Linked DNA regions of Mus musculus: regions 1 and 3 are each linked to region 2. Evidence: chromatin contacts called from public Hi-C data. All regions are on one chromosome and are shown on one strand. Each heading gives the region's core, a stretch centred on a gene start, on an enhancer-like site or on the middle of the called end of the contact. The rest is flanking DNA. Distances are from core to core; before and after follow the strand shown. Region 1 has its middle 31 kb from the start of Gm32590. Region 2 overlaps Pard3 (par-3 family cell polarity regulator). Region 3 has its middle 26 kb from the start of Gm32590.

The links. A called contact is a pair of places that touch in the nucleus more often than the background predicts.
Region 1: a Hi-C map of the MNK3 cell line shows a contact between it and region 2, with 2.7 times the contacts expected there. The contact joins two enhancer-like sites. A contact is called at or near these places in 13 of 484 Hi-C or Micro-C datasets (B cells, LSK cells, the MNK3 cell line and 8 more) and 3 of 115 datasets of contacts at active chromatin or transcription factors (bone marrow-derived dendritic cells, double positive thymocytes and fibro-adipogenic progenitors).
Region 3: a contact with region 2 is called in a Hi-C map of the N1E-115 cell line, with 5 times the contacts expected there. The contact joins two enhancer-like sites. A contact is called at or near these places in 3 of 484 Hi-C or Micro-C datasets (the N1E-115 cell line, nephron progenitors and ventral hippocampal neurons).

The regions. Positions count from the first base shown.
Region 1 is chr8:127,835,675-127,838,593 of GRCm38.p6, reverse strand. No RefSeq gene overlaps it. Among named protein-coding and RNA genes, the nearest start is that of Gm32590, 31 kb to the right of the region's middle. Within about 2 kb of position 1,528, at least 11 of the 459 cell types and tissues checked have an H3K27ac peak or open chromatin away from gene starts, as enhancers often do. A contact at or near this core is called in the MNK3 cell line, where this site is marked.
Region 2 is chr8:127,591,674-127,594,496 of GRCm38.p6, reverse strand. Pard3 (par-3 family cell polarity regulator) reads right to left here. Exons shown (of 25, transcript NM_001309391.1): 23 at 1,316-1,436. Among named protein-coding and RNA genes, the nearest start is that of Gm32478, 37 kb to the left of the region's middle. Within about 2 kb of position 1,561, at least 9 of the 459 cell types and tissues checked have an H3K27ac peak or open chromatin away from gene starts, as enhancers often do. A contact at or near this core is called in the MNK3 cell line and the N1E-115 cell line, where this site is marked.
Region 3 is chr8:127,778,002-127,780,719 of GRCm38.p6, reverse strand. No RefSeq gene overlaps it. Among named protein-coding and RNA genes, the nearest start is that of Gm32590, 26 kb to the left of the region's middle. Within about 2 kb of position 1,264, at least 10 of the 459 cell types and tissues checked have an H3K27ac peak or open chromatin away from gene starts, as enhancers often do. A contact at or near this core is called in the N1E-115 cell line, where this site is marked.

The DNA of each region.
Region 1 (2,919 bases), core at 279-2,778, 240 kb before region 2:
ACTGTGGCTCACACCATGTTGAGACTGTGAGCTCCTCAGGGCAGGGCCACTACTGATTTCATTGTGTTCTTGGCAGCAGAAATCTTAGCACATCATGTTTTTGCTCATATTAGACACTCCTCCAGGCCAGGGCAGATGCAAGGGAGGCCCAGAGTCTTCTCTTACTAGCAAGAAGTCTACTGGGGAGGGAACCTGCTGCTTAGAAGTCTCCAGTTATAGCAAGTGAGGAGACAGCAGCCTGCTAATCATCTTCTAGATCTGCAATTATGTTTGGGATCCTCACCTTTATCTTTAAGCTTGGAGTCTATAAGGAAAATATGCCAACAATTGCTTCTGCCCTGGCAGATAGACTCAGATTCACACATTCACAAAACCCACTTGTTAAAGGCTTCCCATTAGAATTTTTAAATGTCAAATTCATTATAACTGGCAAGATCTCCATAATCTGAGTTTTGGGGTCCAAGTCTCTGAAACCTCCCCTTCCATTCCAGTGGTCAGTTTCTTTCTGACCATTGCTTATATCAAGTTCTTCCCAACCCAAGGGTTTTACTCGATAGTCTCTTTGCCTGGTAGACTCTTCATAGAGCTTTGCATGGCTCACTTTTTGGTCTTTTGTTCTCAATTCCCATACTTACCTGACCCTGAGCTCTGTCTTCCCTGGCATCACTTAATTACCCACGTGTTTATTTGTTCATTTATGCATTCACTTTCTTTATGTCGATGGCCCATATTAGGCTGAAACAGTAAGAGCCAGCACTGAGTCATACTCCTCAGATATTGCTTGCACATATGTGTAAGTGTGTACATGTGTGTGTTCTTCCCTTCTTATAACATCTGTCCCTGGACTTAAGATCACCCTAACCCTATATGGCACAATAATTTATAATATAGTTTATGACATCATCATAATTATGACCTCATTATAATTATGACCTCACCATAATTTATCACCATAATTCATGACCTCATTATAATTCATGACCTCATTCTGATCATAACCATATCATGAGTTTCAGACCACAGTGTAACTCATGATCTCATTGTGACTTTGTGACCTCATTGTGATTTCATGCCATTGTAATAATGACTTCATCACAATATATGACCTTCATTGTGACCTTATGACCTCATTGTAACTTTATGATGTCTTCATTTCCAACTGAGGCCATAGTATAAGGCACAGGTCTAAAGATATCATTTATAGGAAGGCAGACCAAGCCCATAGCCATAACTGATTATTTTAGTCACCAGGAACCACTGAGAAGAGAAACCAGACCTGTTGATGTGGTTTTGGATTTATGCCACATGGTGTCCTCATGGACACAACAAGCAAAGAGGTCTTTCCCTATGTTCTATATCATTCATTGTATTAGTTACTTTCTCATCCCTATGACAAAATACCTTCTAACTTCACACAATTCAGTTTCTCATGATGGAGAAGGCTTGATCCAGAAACAACATGGCCACAGAGAGATGGGGTAGAGCTCCCAGACGGGGCAGAGAAAGAAGACAGACAGAGCTAGGCCAGAAGCTGGGGCTACCCCCAGTGACCTATTTCCTCTAGCCAAGTTCCCGTGTCCCAGAGCTCTCATAACCTTGCAAAACAGCTCCACCAGCAGGAGACCAAATTTTAAAACATAAGAGCCCATGGGAGACATTTTAGATCCAGTAACATAACACTTACCAGCTTCAGCCCCTGGGATTCAGGAAGAACATGCAGTAAAGAGGTCTCCAAAGTAGTCAGTAAAGGTGCTGAGGAAGGGAAAGCAAGCATTTATGTGGGGAAAAACTGCATGGGGGTGTTAAAAAAAAAGTAGTGAATGCTTTGATTTGATGATTTTTAAATTTTATTTTTATCTTACATGTATAAGTGTTTTGTTTATAAACACTCATGCCTGCTGTCCATGGAGGCCAGAAGAGGGCATTAGACTTCTTGGAACAACAGTTACAGATGGTTGTGAGCCAAAATCACTCACTCTTTCTTTAAGTTACTTTTGTCAAGTTCTTTTTCGCCACAATGAGAAAAGAAGCACATACCCTCGAAACTGGAGAGATGGCTCAGTGGTTAAGAGAACTGACTGCTCTTCTAGAGGTCCTGAGTTCAATTCTCAGCAACCACATAGTGGCTCACAACCATCTGTAATGGAATCCGATGTCTTCTTCTGGTATGTCTGAGGAGATCGACAGTGTACTCTTTAAAACTTTTTTAAAAAGAAAGAAACAAACACACACCATACAGAAGACTTCATCTCAGTGGCCCCAAACTATCCTGATACATGTGTTGTGTGATACCAAATGTCCAGTCATCATCCCAGTGTTATATGAGTGTAGCATGGGAGATTAGGGGTGCAGCTGTAATACCTGTGATACCATGGTGACCAGACCTCTCTCCTTTGGTGCAGCCAGCCTTTGAATCTCGACTTTGGCACACTAAGGATAACAGAAACCTCATGGTCCCCTTCCCTGTCTTGACTGTCATGGAATCAACAGTACATAGAAGCCTGCCAGCCACCTGAACTGTGTCTGTTGAGGCACATCAAAAGAGGCCACTGATCAGTGATCTGTAACCACACTTATACCCAACTTCATTATATAACAACTCTGAGACTGGATTAGTATGAATAGTTGCCTAGGCCAAAAGCTTTGACTCTAGCTAGCTCATAACTTAATTATCTTATCACATTGATTGTATTCTTAGTCCCACCATGTGGTTGATTACCTTGCCTTAGTTTCATGCAACCATCTTCCTCAGAGTTCAGGGTGAATATTCTTTGCCCTGTCTCTATCCCAGAATCCTCTCTCCCTACTGCATGTCCAGCTTTTAATCTTGGCTTAGCTCATTGGCCATAGGCTTTTTATTGACAGTTGATGCCTCCAGACAGTGCACAAGAGATTCTCTCTACAGTGATCATGAAACAC
Region 2 (2,823 bases), core at 312-2,811:
TCTTTTCTAACATCATTCTTCCTCCAACCTATCCAGAAATCTGGTACAATGCATTTTATTCCAAGAACTGTTTTGAAGGGACTCATTAACCTCTGGGCATGGCTCCTCAGCTTCTGTGCCTCAAGTACAAGGACAGCACAGCTGCCCCACTATAGTTCTTAGGCATCTGGCCATTCTTACATACTCTTGAGCTACTGGGGTGACCCAACTTCTAGCTGCACAGGTCCCCCTACTCAGACTAACTAGCTCTGACCCCAGAATTCTCATCAGGACTGAAGCACATCCTGGCCTTTTACCTGTTGGTCTCTCCCATCTCAATCAGAGTTTCTCTAAAAATTTGTTTCCTTCTCTCTTAGTCCTCCAGACAGTCAATGGGGGTGGACCTACCACCAGGGCTTGAAGTTTTAAAGCCCAGAGGGGTGTTTGCCTCTGTGAGCAGCTCTTACTGACTCATTCCCACCCTCCCCAGAAAGCCTTCCAAACAAACCTTTCCTGTCTACAACCCCTACTCTTTTGCCATCTCTCTACCCAGATGTGCCACCAAGTTTCACAGATGCAGGACACAGGAGTAGCAGCCACAGTTTTGTTCTGTGGAGATCACTGAAATGGCCGCACATGGGATGGATGAGAAGAGAGGTGAAAACAGACAAACAGGAATTCGACAAATACTTGACAGGACTGGGGATGTGGCTCAGTTGGTAGAGAGTGCTTGCCCAGGATGCGTGAAGTCCTGGGTTTGATGACCAGCAACCACAGCTAACAGGCATGATGATGCATGTTTCTGTTTCCATGGGAAACAGAAGCAGGAGGATCAGGAGTTCAAGGTTATTCTTGACTATATAGATGGGGGATGGAAATGGGGGTAGCCTGGGCTATATGAGGCCCTGTCTCAATAAAACATAACAGAACAAAACAAAAAGTACCAAGGGAGGTTAGAGAACAGAGAATTACCAATTTCTGTCTCAAAGACACAAAGGATCATGAGCTGAACTTACGTTGGCTCTGCTCTACGAAAAGGCATTGAGTAAACCTAATAGCAAATGCAGTGGATAGAGAGCAGACATTCTGTGGTGGTGTCTCATCATACAGCTATTTTGAACCTATTACACAGCAGACAGATGGTAGAACAAGATACAAAATGAGATTAGCAATGATGGAACCCAGATGGAAATGAGGGAAAGGTCAGAATGCTAAAGGTCAGAGGGATTTGGCTCCATCTTGTCTTATTTCATAAAGGACTGAGGTCATAGCTCAGGGGCCTCTCTTTCAGGGCAGCTGTTAGCCTATTTGCTGGGCAGAGGGACCAAACACTCACCCAAGATTGCTCAAAGCTGTAGGTACGGCGCCGGTCTTCCACATCCTCATCCTGTTTGGCTTGCTGGAACTCTTGCCGTAGACGCTGTATCCGGTCATGGTTGCTAGGAGTGGATCGATTGCTAAAAGAGAAGGGGCAACCGTGAACACCCTCAAGAAAAAGCAACCATAAATCACAGTTGGGGGAGGGGGGCAGGGGGAGGAAGGGCAGCTAGCTGTGGAATGTTGCTCAAACAGGAAGTGGATTTTTACAACAGAATCTGGGCATCTGAAATGGCCATTTGTTCTCAGGACTTAGGCTCACTGCGGCTATACTGGCAGAGCTCTGAGAGAGTGAACTGTGTTTGGAGAGAGAGACCTCTTTTCAAGGTCTCACTTCCTTTCTATAATCTGGTTAGGTGCTGGTGGCAAAGGTTTGGAAGGATGTGGCTTTGGTCATCAGAACAATTAGGGTCCAGACCAGTTCCTCCAGCTCCCTAGCCCACAGCACGTCATTCTTCCTTGACTTTTACATATGAAACAGAGATAATTATCTTCTATAAATACCATCCTAATCAAGTGGCATGACACTAACCTCCCCCCAACAAACAGCAACAACACTCAGCCTCACAAGCCAAATGTAGCATATACTGAGGGTTCTGATGTCTGTGTGGGAAGCCGAGGCAGGAGGATCGAAAGTTCTCTTCATGCCTGAGCAGTTTAGTGAGATTCTGTCTCAAATTAAAAATCATACCAAAAATTAAACGAAGCTGGAGATGTGGCTCGGGGGTACAAAGCCAACCTAGCATGTTTTCTCTGCCGAGTTGCAAACCATAAATATATATGCACCTGTGTGGGTATCTCTGTGCATACATGATTGTATGTTTATGCATATATGTATCTATGAATGTACAGATGTTCATGTGTGTAGTATGTGCATGTGAATACATGTGTGAATATGTGCATGTCCTTGCTGATATGCAAGACTGTATCATATCGCTATTTCATCAGCTTCCTGTTCACATGTCATCAAGGCCACACACAAGATATGATTTTCACAGTATAATGAGAAAAGTAGAAAAATCAAGTTAAGGTAGTGTTTGAGCAAACCACTTGCTTAAACAATGATTCTTTCATCATTTTGTACAACACTGAGCTTCCCTTTGTAGTAAGAACAGCTGTAAAGATTGGTAGAGAAGGCAGTTTCCCCTCACCTCACCAAATGTGAAAACTGACATTTTAAGGGGGTGACTGGCAAATGTTTTGGTTGGATTGGTCTGAGAACATGAAAGTTAACAGGTCTGTAAATGTACTGTTTCGAATCAGGTAGCTGTTGGTGCAGTCTCAAAAGTTCCCTCCTGCTTCTGAAGCATGCAGGTCACTATTCCTACTGGCTTTTTAAAATAGAGATATAGCTGACTCTTGTTCCAGGATATTAGCACTAGCTACCAGCCTACAGTTCCTTCTCTTCCATACCAACACTGACTGTCTAGGCATGCTATGCACATATTCACACACGTATATGCATGC
Region 3 (2,718 bases), core at 15-2,514, 190 kb before region 2:
ACGCTCATGGCTTCAATATGCTTGCCTCAGGGAGTAGCACTATTTGGAGGTGTGACATTGTTGGAGTACGTCTGTCTCTGTGAGCGTGGGCTTTAAGACCCTCATCCTAGCTGCCTGGAAGTCAGTCTTCCACTAGCAGCCTTTGGATGAAGATGTAAAACTCTCAGCTCTGCCTGTGCCATGCCTGCCTGGATATTGCCATGCTCCTGCCTTGATGATAATGGACTGAACCTCTGAACCTGTAAGCCAGCCCCAATTAAATGCTGTTTTTTATAAGACTTGCCTTGGTCATGGTGTCTATTCACAGCAGTAAAACCCTAAGACACCCGCCTAACTGTCTTGGCTCTTGAGTTTCATTATGACATCATTCTTCTGTTCTCAATGACCCTCTTCCTCTTCCCAACTTTCAACTTCAGCTTCCATGCCTTTGTGTGTGCATGATTCAATAAGTTTAATTGGGGTTGCTTTGTAGTGTGTGTCAAGGTTTACTTATAAGCGCATAGGCAACATATGATGGCTGCATCATTGAAGAAACTGACTCATGGGTTCTTATCAGACCTCACCACACCTCCAATTCTCTGGTCCTTTCTCTCCTTTTCATTTGCATGCACCCTGTCTTATAGCCAAGCTCAACTACATAGAAATGAGGTTGAAGGTGTGCTACATGGAAGTCATGGGGCAAAGCTCACACAACAAAGTGTGGTGGGGATTTTTGTAGTGTGTGAGAGAAATCAAAATGTTGTGAGAAAGGGGAGTGATGAAGGGGAATGGTTCTTGCACAAAAGGTTGAGGAATAATGGAGAGGAACAGTTCTATCAGAGTAAGCTGATGAACTTCCACAGTGCAGCTCAGGCTCCTGGCTCACAAGGGGATTTTAAAGGGGGAAGGTATTAAAGTAATTCTGATGCCTGCTGAGCTTTGGGGCCTCAGAGCTGCCCAGGAAACACCCTAATTAACAGAAGTGTTAAGATTTCCTGTTGGGTGTGGTTAAATCAAACCAATGCATAATAAAAGAAACCCTTGTTTTCTGGGATCATGGCCTTATTCTAAAAGACCTCATCAGTGGATACCGAGAAGCTATCCCAAAGATGAGATCCGCTCTGTTCTTGAATTAAAAATTATGGCCCATGAATTGTAAAGTATAACAATAGCTGCAATAAAATGACTGAGAAACCCAAATTCATCTAATCACGCATCCATCTGGCTCATTCAAGCACACACAGTGCACAAAAGACTATGGTTGCTGCCTGCCTTCCCTCTGCTTTCCCTGAATAGAGTGTCAGGAGATCACCATCAAACCCTGTGATAAACACTCACATTTCCACAAATGTAGATTGTGTTTTAGAGAGATCAGCTTTAAATTAGTTTATTAAAATAGGATAAAACCCAGAAGTCTAAAAGAGCAGCGTTAATATTCTGCTCAAATCATCTCTTGATTTCTGTTTCGAAGGGCACTCACTGTAAGACAGCCTGGTTTTTATTACAGTGAAGAAAGGGACTCCTTCCATTAATCAGACAGAGCCATAAAAACAGGTTTCTCTAAAAGCCGATGCCTGACAAGTCCAAGTGCAAAGTTTGATTTTGTGAGAAGGTAAAGAATCTCTTTAGAAATATTATAATCAATTCTGAAAACTTAATTTTTTTTAAAGCTCCGTGGCATTTTAGCTATTGTGATTTCAATACCAAATGTTCCTCCAAGTGATCTTATTCTGTCTCGTGGAAGAAAATGAACTATTTAGCTCCGTGCTTAATGGCTAACTCCATTCAGTGTATCCATTAGGGCCATCCCCCAGACAGCTCTGATCGATACATCTGGTTATGAACCAGAGGTCCTTGCAGCCAGCGATACTCAGTGGAGATAAAGAGCTGAGGGCCCTGGGTGATTGATGCTTTCACAGCAGTGTCCTGACAGGTGAAGCTCCACAAGGCAGAGTAGAAAACCATATGAAGGCAACCAATAGGTCTTGGGGGAAAAGCTGGCCAGCTTGGCCAGGAGTCCCAGCTGAGAGTCAACAGAACTGAGCCCTGGTGCTGCCCCTGGGATTTCCTGTGGAATCTGGACTCTGTCTACATCTTCTGTGACAAAGAAGTTCCCTGATCCCCAGGGACTCTCTTGGAATCAGGCTATGGAGTGCTTCCAGTAGGGAGTCACAGGGGTGCTAATCAAGGAGGCTGTTCTCCCTGCACTCCTCATTCCTACCCTGCAGATTGCTCTGACTGGCAGCTGTGACCTGCATCCTTATGGCAAGCACAGCCTTCCAGGTATTTGGACATATTCTAAGAAGCTCTAGCTCAAATCCCAGAAGGGTAGCCAGCAATTAGCAATGGCAAGGCCTTATCACTAAGAGCCTTCCAGTGTGACAGTCTCACTCATGCATTTGAATAGACAGGTGTGCAGCCATGCGAACATACTCCCCTCATCTAAGTGGCAGAGTAGAAAGGGAATTCCAAATATTGTACAATTTAACTGGAGAACTTTGAAGCTCATTAAAAATGTGAAGAATTGAAGTCACAGTGTTCGTAAGAAACACTGAAGCATAAGAAGGTCTGGAGAGATGGTTCAGACAGTAAAGTGCCTGCTGCACCAGAGGCAGGTTTGAGAACCTGAAATTGATACCCAGAACCCAGGTGAAAAAGCTATCCCTGGTGGCATGTGGTGGTAATTCTAGCACTGGGGAAGCAGAGACTGAAGAATCTCTGAGATGCAAAGGTCACCCA